Regions from separate parts of the Cydia pomonella genome. Here region 2 is linked to region 1. The links are chromatin contacts, called in public Hi-C maps. All regions are on one chromosome and are shown on one strand. The core of a region is the stretch at or near the end of the contact, and the rest is flanking DNA. Distances in the headings are between cores, read along the strand shown. Region 1 holds the start of LOC133525611 (centrosomal protein of 164 kDa). Region 2 holds the start of LOC133525644 (elongation factor 1-gamma).

Region 1 (3,775 bases), core at 426-2,925:
GGGTCACTACCCACTAGGCCAGACAGGTCATCATCTTTATTTTGACAAATCATAATTGTATTTACCTTGGCAAAATTTTCATGTCCAGGTGGCTAGCCAAGTAACATTTTGCAAATTCTTTTTAGACTCTGATTTTGTCATTGAGGAGAAATGCTCTGCCAGAAGTCTAGTGTGATGATATAAAGAAAACATATTTTGTTTCCCAATGCCAAAGGCTTGATATTTGTTTTTATGATGCTCCAAAAATCTTCCCTGTTTTACAAGTACCCTGCCTCAGAAATTTAGCAGGGAAATTGTACTTCTTCTACTTCATTCAGGAAACTTTTCCCTGTTACTTTAAGATTCTGTTATACTGATCTGAAGCCATGTAATACTTTAGTCTTACTCATCATCAACAATACAATTAGAACAAATGAACATATTAAACTATTTGAATTGTATTAAATCATCTTCCTTATGTTGTCCCTGCTTTTTGCTATAGCTCATGGGAACCTGGGGTCCACTTAGCAATTAATCCCAAAAATTGGCATAGGCACTAGTTTTAACGACTGCTACCTGACCTTCCAGCCCAGTTTAGTTTCTCCCTTTTATAGTCTTACTATCTCAATATAAAAGTCATATATCACACACCTTAGCTAAAAAGATTTTGTTGTAGCTCCCCTCCATCAAATACTGCTCTAATGCAAGTGGGTGCTTAACATATAGGTCAGCCCTGATCACATCCACTGGCAGGCGCTCTAGCTCTGTGTGGAACTCGGCTACCCTGTTCTGAGCCAGTAGGAACAGCAGGTTTAGGCCAAGGAGCTGGTACATAAATGCTGATTCTGGGAGGTGCTCTCTGGAATTAAGATATAAGTCATTTTAGGTTTACCTACATTATAACACCAATGGAGCCACCTAGATATCAAATGTCCTATTCATTTTGAGAAAGAGAAGCAAAGAAATAATTTCTACAAGAAGCCAGTAATACTAAAGGACTCCAGATAAACCATGAAAGAAACATGTTATTTGCACATACTGTAATCGTTTCAACTAGATTTCCATATTACTGAAGATAAATTAGCTTATAATATGTAAACCATACTGACTTGTAATCGAAATAGTAGCATTTTAGCTGTGACATGTAGCGCTCGAACGCCTTTACGTCTTTTGCGGCGACGGCCCACTGTGCTCCAATTTCCAAGACATCCCGCGCCAAGATCAACTCCTTTTGGTTAGCCGCTGTGTTATTACTAGGCAGGAAAGTCAACTGCGTCAACGCAATCTAGAAAACAAACGGATTTTAGAAGAAAAACATCTAAAAATTGACAAGTCATTCCAAACAACGGAAAGTACCTTGATTTTGTTCAGCAGCTCCCCGCACTTGTCCAGCTTGCGTGGCTTCTTTGCCCATTCGGTTTTCAGATTTTGATATAAAGACGCAACTTCTGTCATAGAAGCCATTTCGATTTATATATGCAATTGAATTATTTAGAGAAATAAAATGTACGCTGACTCGTTCCCGTTCCACAACAAATTTGAGGTTGTCGAAGTCTGTTTAAAAACTGAAAGGTCGCATGGTTTTAATTATTTTTTATATATGTGTAAAATAATAATATACCTTTGAATAAGATATTTTCAAATCGTTTTATTGTTTATATCATAAATTTATTTACTAAAGCGTTCTGACTATGTATTATTACAGTTCTTAACAACTTCGGGCTGGTAATTGAACGTACATTATGACTTGTCAAATTGCAAAATCCATAGACAATCATCACAGGATTCGGACTTGATTCGGACCGGCAACACAGGTGATGGTCCTACGACCCACAGTCGGTGGTCGTTATTACCATTTACTCAAACGCGCTGATCTATTGTCAGTGTCAAAGTTTCCATCGAGATTTTGCTCGGTTTTGTTTGCTCTTCTTGGGTTTAGCGTATAAGATAATGATTTTTTTACCGAATTTGAAATTCTTTGGCTATGTGAAGCCGTTTTCGTTCAGAGTTAAATAAAATGTGATACTGGAAGCCATGAGCTCTCCAGCAGCGATCGTGTGCCGCGAAGTTTTCGATGAGAACAGTCAACCATCTGCAGAGGGTTTGTACCTTTTATAATTAATTAAATACTTTGTGTAATTTATCATAAAGTATATCAGTAATAGATCATAATGCACGCCTGATACATCTAGATGTTAGCTGGTGTTGCTAAATTCCTATTTTACAGTCTTAACAATTCTTAAGCTACCCTTTAAATTTCGGTGTTTCGCTCACAGTTCAGTATTAATTATTAAGAAATTTAAATACTTCATATGATCGACACTAGTGTTCATACACTACTGCTTATGGGAAAGTACACCACATACAGTATTTCCCTTACAGACTCAGAATGTTAATACAGAAAACGAAATCTTATTGGATTTCGAAATTGCAATAAAAAATAAATAAAAAAACTGATGAAGTACTATACTAACGCGTGGAGGGCACAGGGTTTTTACTTAAGTCTGCTTGTTATGAAGTAGGTATATTTTATTTTATTATCACATCATCACAACCAGTAGGTATATGTATTTGATGTTTAATGATTGTACTGTTCTAGAAAAACACTTTATTATAATAATAAACAGTACCCTTCAGAAAAAAACTCTAAAAAGGTACTGTAAAGGTACTGTTTCTAAATAGCAGACTTGCAAGAAATATTTGAGTATAAAGTCATTGAAATCAAACATTCATTTTTCTTACAAAACATAATTTAATTATTTTATTTATATCCAGGGATAATTTCCACTTCTATTTATTTTATTATTCCTTTGACATTTTATTTGCTGACATTGATACCTATATCCAGGTACAGTCAGCATCAAACAAATAGTGACAGCCAAAGTGGCAAAATTGAAAATATTTATATATCAAAACATGGACTTTTGACAGAAGCGCCGTGTGAGTCTGTTCACTTTTAGGTTATATTCCTTTATAAATAACAAATTCATCCTTTTTTTATTAACTTGGTTGTGGTTTATTTATATAAATTAGGTTAAATATACATTTGCTCTGATATAAAGCTAGGGTAAGGCCTTTTTGGCCCTTAGGCCAATGGACGGGAATGAGAAGGAAAAGCCCCCTGACGAAGCCGATGGTAACTCTAATGTTGGCATGGACATTGACAATAATACTAGAAAAAGAAACCTGCAAACATTAGGCTTATCACCGGTAGGTAGCCCACAAGAACCAGCTCCTAAAAAAATTACAATCCACGTTCACAAAGAGATCTCGGACCAGGTAGCGACAGTATGTGAGAATGTCGTCATCCCCCACGTAGATAAACAACCCGATGAGAATGCTGCGAACCCACTTTTTTATAAACACCCTGATCTTAGCACAGAAGCCCGCGGATACAATGCTGACGACGATGGCCCATTTGTGGTTCACATCTCAAAGGAATCCTCTGCTGACTCCAAGTCATCACTAAAAGCTATCTACGTAGGTATGCTCTTAACACAGGCAAATGTCACAAATATTAAGAAGGACGGGATAAAATCTGTAGGTCGTAATAGAGTTTCAGTAACTTTTGATAAAGCTGCTGATGCCAACTCCATTCTAAAAAACCCTATGCTAGACAAATACAAACTATCGGCAAACATACCAACATACAACATATCTCGTATGGGGCTAGTTCGAGGAGTTCCAACTGATTGGTCCATGACAGATTTTGTAAAAGGTACGAATTTAGAAGAAGGTAAAGGTAGGATTCTGAAAGCGCGCCGTCTACAGAGAAAGGTGACCAAAGAAGATGGCT
Region 2 (3,524 bases), core at 280-2,779, 590 kb after region 1:
CCTTGATGGAATGCATGAAGGTTGATATTGGATTGTAGTCGCATGTCATACGGCGACTTTGGTGGTAAAAGGGTTAACCCTGTTGCTTCATAAACTACCCCCAGCCCAGCCCAGTGGAGTGTGAAGCCCATAACAACATTCATCTCTCTCTCTCTCATCTTAATCCTGGCTGTATCCTAAGATTGTCTTCCGCTCTCTCTCCTCCACTCACAAGCACTGCATGATTGTATGTAATGTGAATATATACATACTGTGCGGTAACACTTCATATTTACTTCTTCTATCTTGACTACTTAGTAAAGATAGAAGAAGTACCTACATTACGAAGTCAATGGTAGTTTCTTTAGATTGAAATATACTTGAATTGAAGAGTTAAAAATGTCAAAAATAATTTAAATACACTAACAAGATGCTAAAGGACTTCGACTTCAGTTTATTTAGCTGAATATAACTTTCAGATCCCGTCAGCTCTAGTAGTCTTAGATTTTATCTTCAAGGTACCCATATGTTTAAATGAAAAGTCAAGTTTCACCAACATTTCACTATCCGGTTTTTCTTCAGATCTAATTAGTTAAAGTTAGTAACATTATTAAATAATCATACAATTTGTTTAGAAAAGAATTAAGTCAAGGTTGAGGAAACAATGCCATATGTTGTATACAAAAGAAGTAAACACAATTATATTATTATAGGTACTCAGCAAAATTATACGCGAAGACTACAAGATTTGATGACAAAGAGTAAGACAGGATCTTTCAACAAAAATAAACTATGATCAATGTTATGTTGACGAAGTTATGGACAAGTTACATTTTATACAAGAAGAATTTGACGACAAATTAGTAGTGAATAGAATATTGCAGGATGCATTCTGTCCTTCGCAAAAAAAAAAGGTTAGGTCATTCAACTGCTACTAAACTTGACCGACAACTTTCCTCACTTCGTTTAGAGGTTATCGGCGAACTAGGTCGTGAGTATAATGATGTTGGACTCACCATAATATGCGATAGCGTTGCTTTCGGTCAGCAACACCTTGCCGTCGGCGCTCTCGAAGGCAGGCACCTAAAATAAACCACAAACGTACACGTCATCGCACCAGCCGTTCACGCGAAGGCATAACCCCAATCAACAAATACAACTTAGCACTGCACTCACTTTGCCCGCCGGGAACTTCTTGAGGAACTCATCTGACTTGTTGGTCTCACCAAACACGAAGTTCGGGGTCACTTTCACATCGGCCCCGGAGTACTGTGCGGCGATCAATGCCTTGTAAGCGCGGAAGTTTTCCGGATAAGTATAGAGTACCTACGGAAATAAGCACACACAAAGTCAGCGGATATTTCAATGGCACTCATTTTATTCATTACGAGCAGGAATATAATCTGATTCACACGATAATTCTCAATAAAACTTAAACCTACCCCGGCCGCCATGGTGGATTTTTTCGAAGAGACTTTTGACAGTACTGATCAGATGTCAACGTCAAATTCTGAAGCATCTTTTCATTCACGCAAACGCATTCGAGTTTCAGAAATTTAGATTCTTAAAGCGGATCATAAGAAGCGAAAAAAAGCATAACTTGTAAGATTTGTAAATCTTTTCAATCGATAAGTAGAAATATTTCAAACAGAACATTGTAAGAGTGTCTTTGCAATATCATGAGTTCAAAATTTGTCCTGAATGTTTTCGAAAAGACGTCGATATAGCTGTGCCGTTGTTTATTTGATATACTTCCATTTGGTAGTTTCGTTAATATGCCCTCAGATTTTCTAATTCCTTCATCTTTGTAAACACTTCCTTATATACTTGCTTTACTCTTTGGTAAACACGTGGTAAGCACTACAGAAAACGTGAAATATTCAAATTTCTGAAGTATATTATTGGAACGCATCTTAATATTTGACGTTTTCATTTTTAAGTTTGGCAACATAATTTCGCAATTTCTAAAAGAAAGTTTAGATCGATGGTGTAGCGAGGGTTTTTGCGATTTAACATAATTCGTGATAAAAGCACAGTGTCCGACTGCAACGCAGTTATTCTTCTTTGCTTACGAGTGATTTACTAAAAACTCAAAATGGTAAGTGTGTATTATATTGCGGGCGGGCTAAATTTAACTACGCTGGTGCTGTTTTGGCCAAGGTGTTGTCTCGCTGTGGAGCGAACGGCGGACCGGCGCTGCTCGCGGCCCGCGGCGCTCAAACTGCTATCCACCCTCACTGAGAGCTAATTACAATAATATTGTACATAATTATTTTGAATCCAATGTAGGTACCTACTGATTTGTGTAGTCATTCTCACTACATACGTGCTGGTTTTTTAGAACCTAATCAGGGCCTATTGTAGTAAAGTGACAAGTTGAAATTTAATTTTCAGGGCAATGAAAACTCAATTCCCATGGAGCTCTGTTCCAACTGTAAGTAATTATTTGTCTTACTAATCTATACTCTTCCAGTCTGTCTCATTCTCTATGTACCTTTTTACTGTTGGTATAAAAATTTAATAAGATCAAATAAAACTAATAATGAAATTGAAGTTGATTCCCATGAGTTGCTTTCTGTGTCTCTTAACTTGTTCTGTTTGCTTCCCTACTGACCCGCCTTTCTGACTAAACTTATTGAGAGTGTTACAGATGGTCTCATGTAGGTTCTGAGCTTAACCGGAGGTTTGTTTTCAGCGCGTGTTAACTGCATTGATTTTAAGGTGGAGAACTGTGAGTGTGTAGTGACACGGAGGTGTCCCTCATGTTGCATCTCGCACGTCACGTCACTCGCGTCCAGAACAATTTTTCAAACTAAACAAACATCTAATGCCACATTATGTTCTAGAAATACATGCACAATAAGCTGTATCTGTGCTATGTGCTAAAGTAGCCAAGCACTGCTAACAGCTATAGTTTTCATCAGTAAAATTTAATCAATGGGATTTTTGACCCTAAAAATCAAGTTCTCTTAATAAAGAACTTGCAGTTAACATACAGAAGTTAGACAGGAGAGTATTCTCCATTGACTGCTACCTCCAAACTCTTTCCACACTGGCCACTTACACCTGCGCGTCTTCTGTGCCGTCAGTCCGTGCCTCACCTTCGGACCGCATACATGTTTCTACTCTATTCTAGAACAACTCTAGGAAAATTTCCGTGCATAATTCCTCCATCCTGATGTTGAACGCGTTACACAAAAATTGTTCTGGATGAACATACATGAACTAGTTGTTGGGTAGTGCAACCCGCGATAGTCCGGCGTGTGTAGTTTACATTCTGAATGTTTGTTGCGATCTGTTAGAGACGTTACTGCCACTCAGGGGCGAGGAATGTATGCGAGAGCGGGCGCGGCGGCGCGGGACTTCGCATTATGCAGTTAAGGACCTTGGCAAGGTCACCATGTAACTATGTCACAGGAAATATCTATATGTTCGTCAAAGTGTCATAGTTCTGTGGAGCCCCAGGGTTCTATTTTCGAGTGTACTGCCGCCGCCGCGACCCCGCGTTAGTAACGTGCCGCTTTCTGCACTCGGACGTAATGTAT

What was found. A called contact is a pair of places that touch in the nucleus more often than the background predicts.
Region 2: a contact with region 1 is called in a Hi-C map of whole body, with 6 times the contacts expected there. The contact joins the promoter of LOC133525644 here to the promoter of LOC133525611 in region 1. A contact is called at or near these places in 2 of 2 Hi-C or Micro-C datasets (both in whole body).

What each region holds. Positions count from the first base shown.
Region 1 is chr15:5,360,143-5,363,917 of ilCydPomo1, forward strand. It overlaps LOC133525611 (centrosomal protein of 164 kDa), which reads left to right and starts at 1,676. Exons shown (of 23, transcript XM_061861928.1): 1 at 1,676-2,080. The coding sequence starts at 2,014. It overlaps LOC133525610 (26S proteasome non-ATPase regulatory subunit 8-like), which reads right to left and starts at 1,539. Exons shown (of 5, transcript XM_061861927.1): 1 at 1,336-1,539; 2 at 1,089-1,264; 3 at 631-838. The coding sequence starts at 1,443.
Region 2 is chr15:5,951,644-5,955,167 of ilCydPomo1, forward strand. It overlaps LOC133525644 (elongation factor 1-gamma), which reads right to left and starts at 1,530. Exons shown (of 9, transcript XM_061861970.1): 1 at 1,422-1,530; 2 at 1,156-1,305; 3 at 996-1,062. The coding sequence starts at 1,433. It overlaps LOC133525648 (calcineurin subunit B type 2), which reads left to right and starts at 1,640. Exons shown (of 6, transcript XM_061861975.1): 1 at 1,640-2,077; 2 at 2,374-2,413; 3 at 2,675-2,710. The coding sequence starts at 2,075.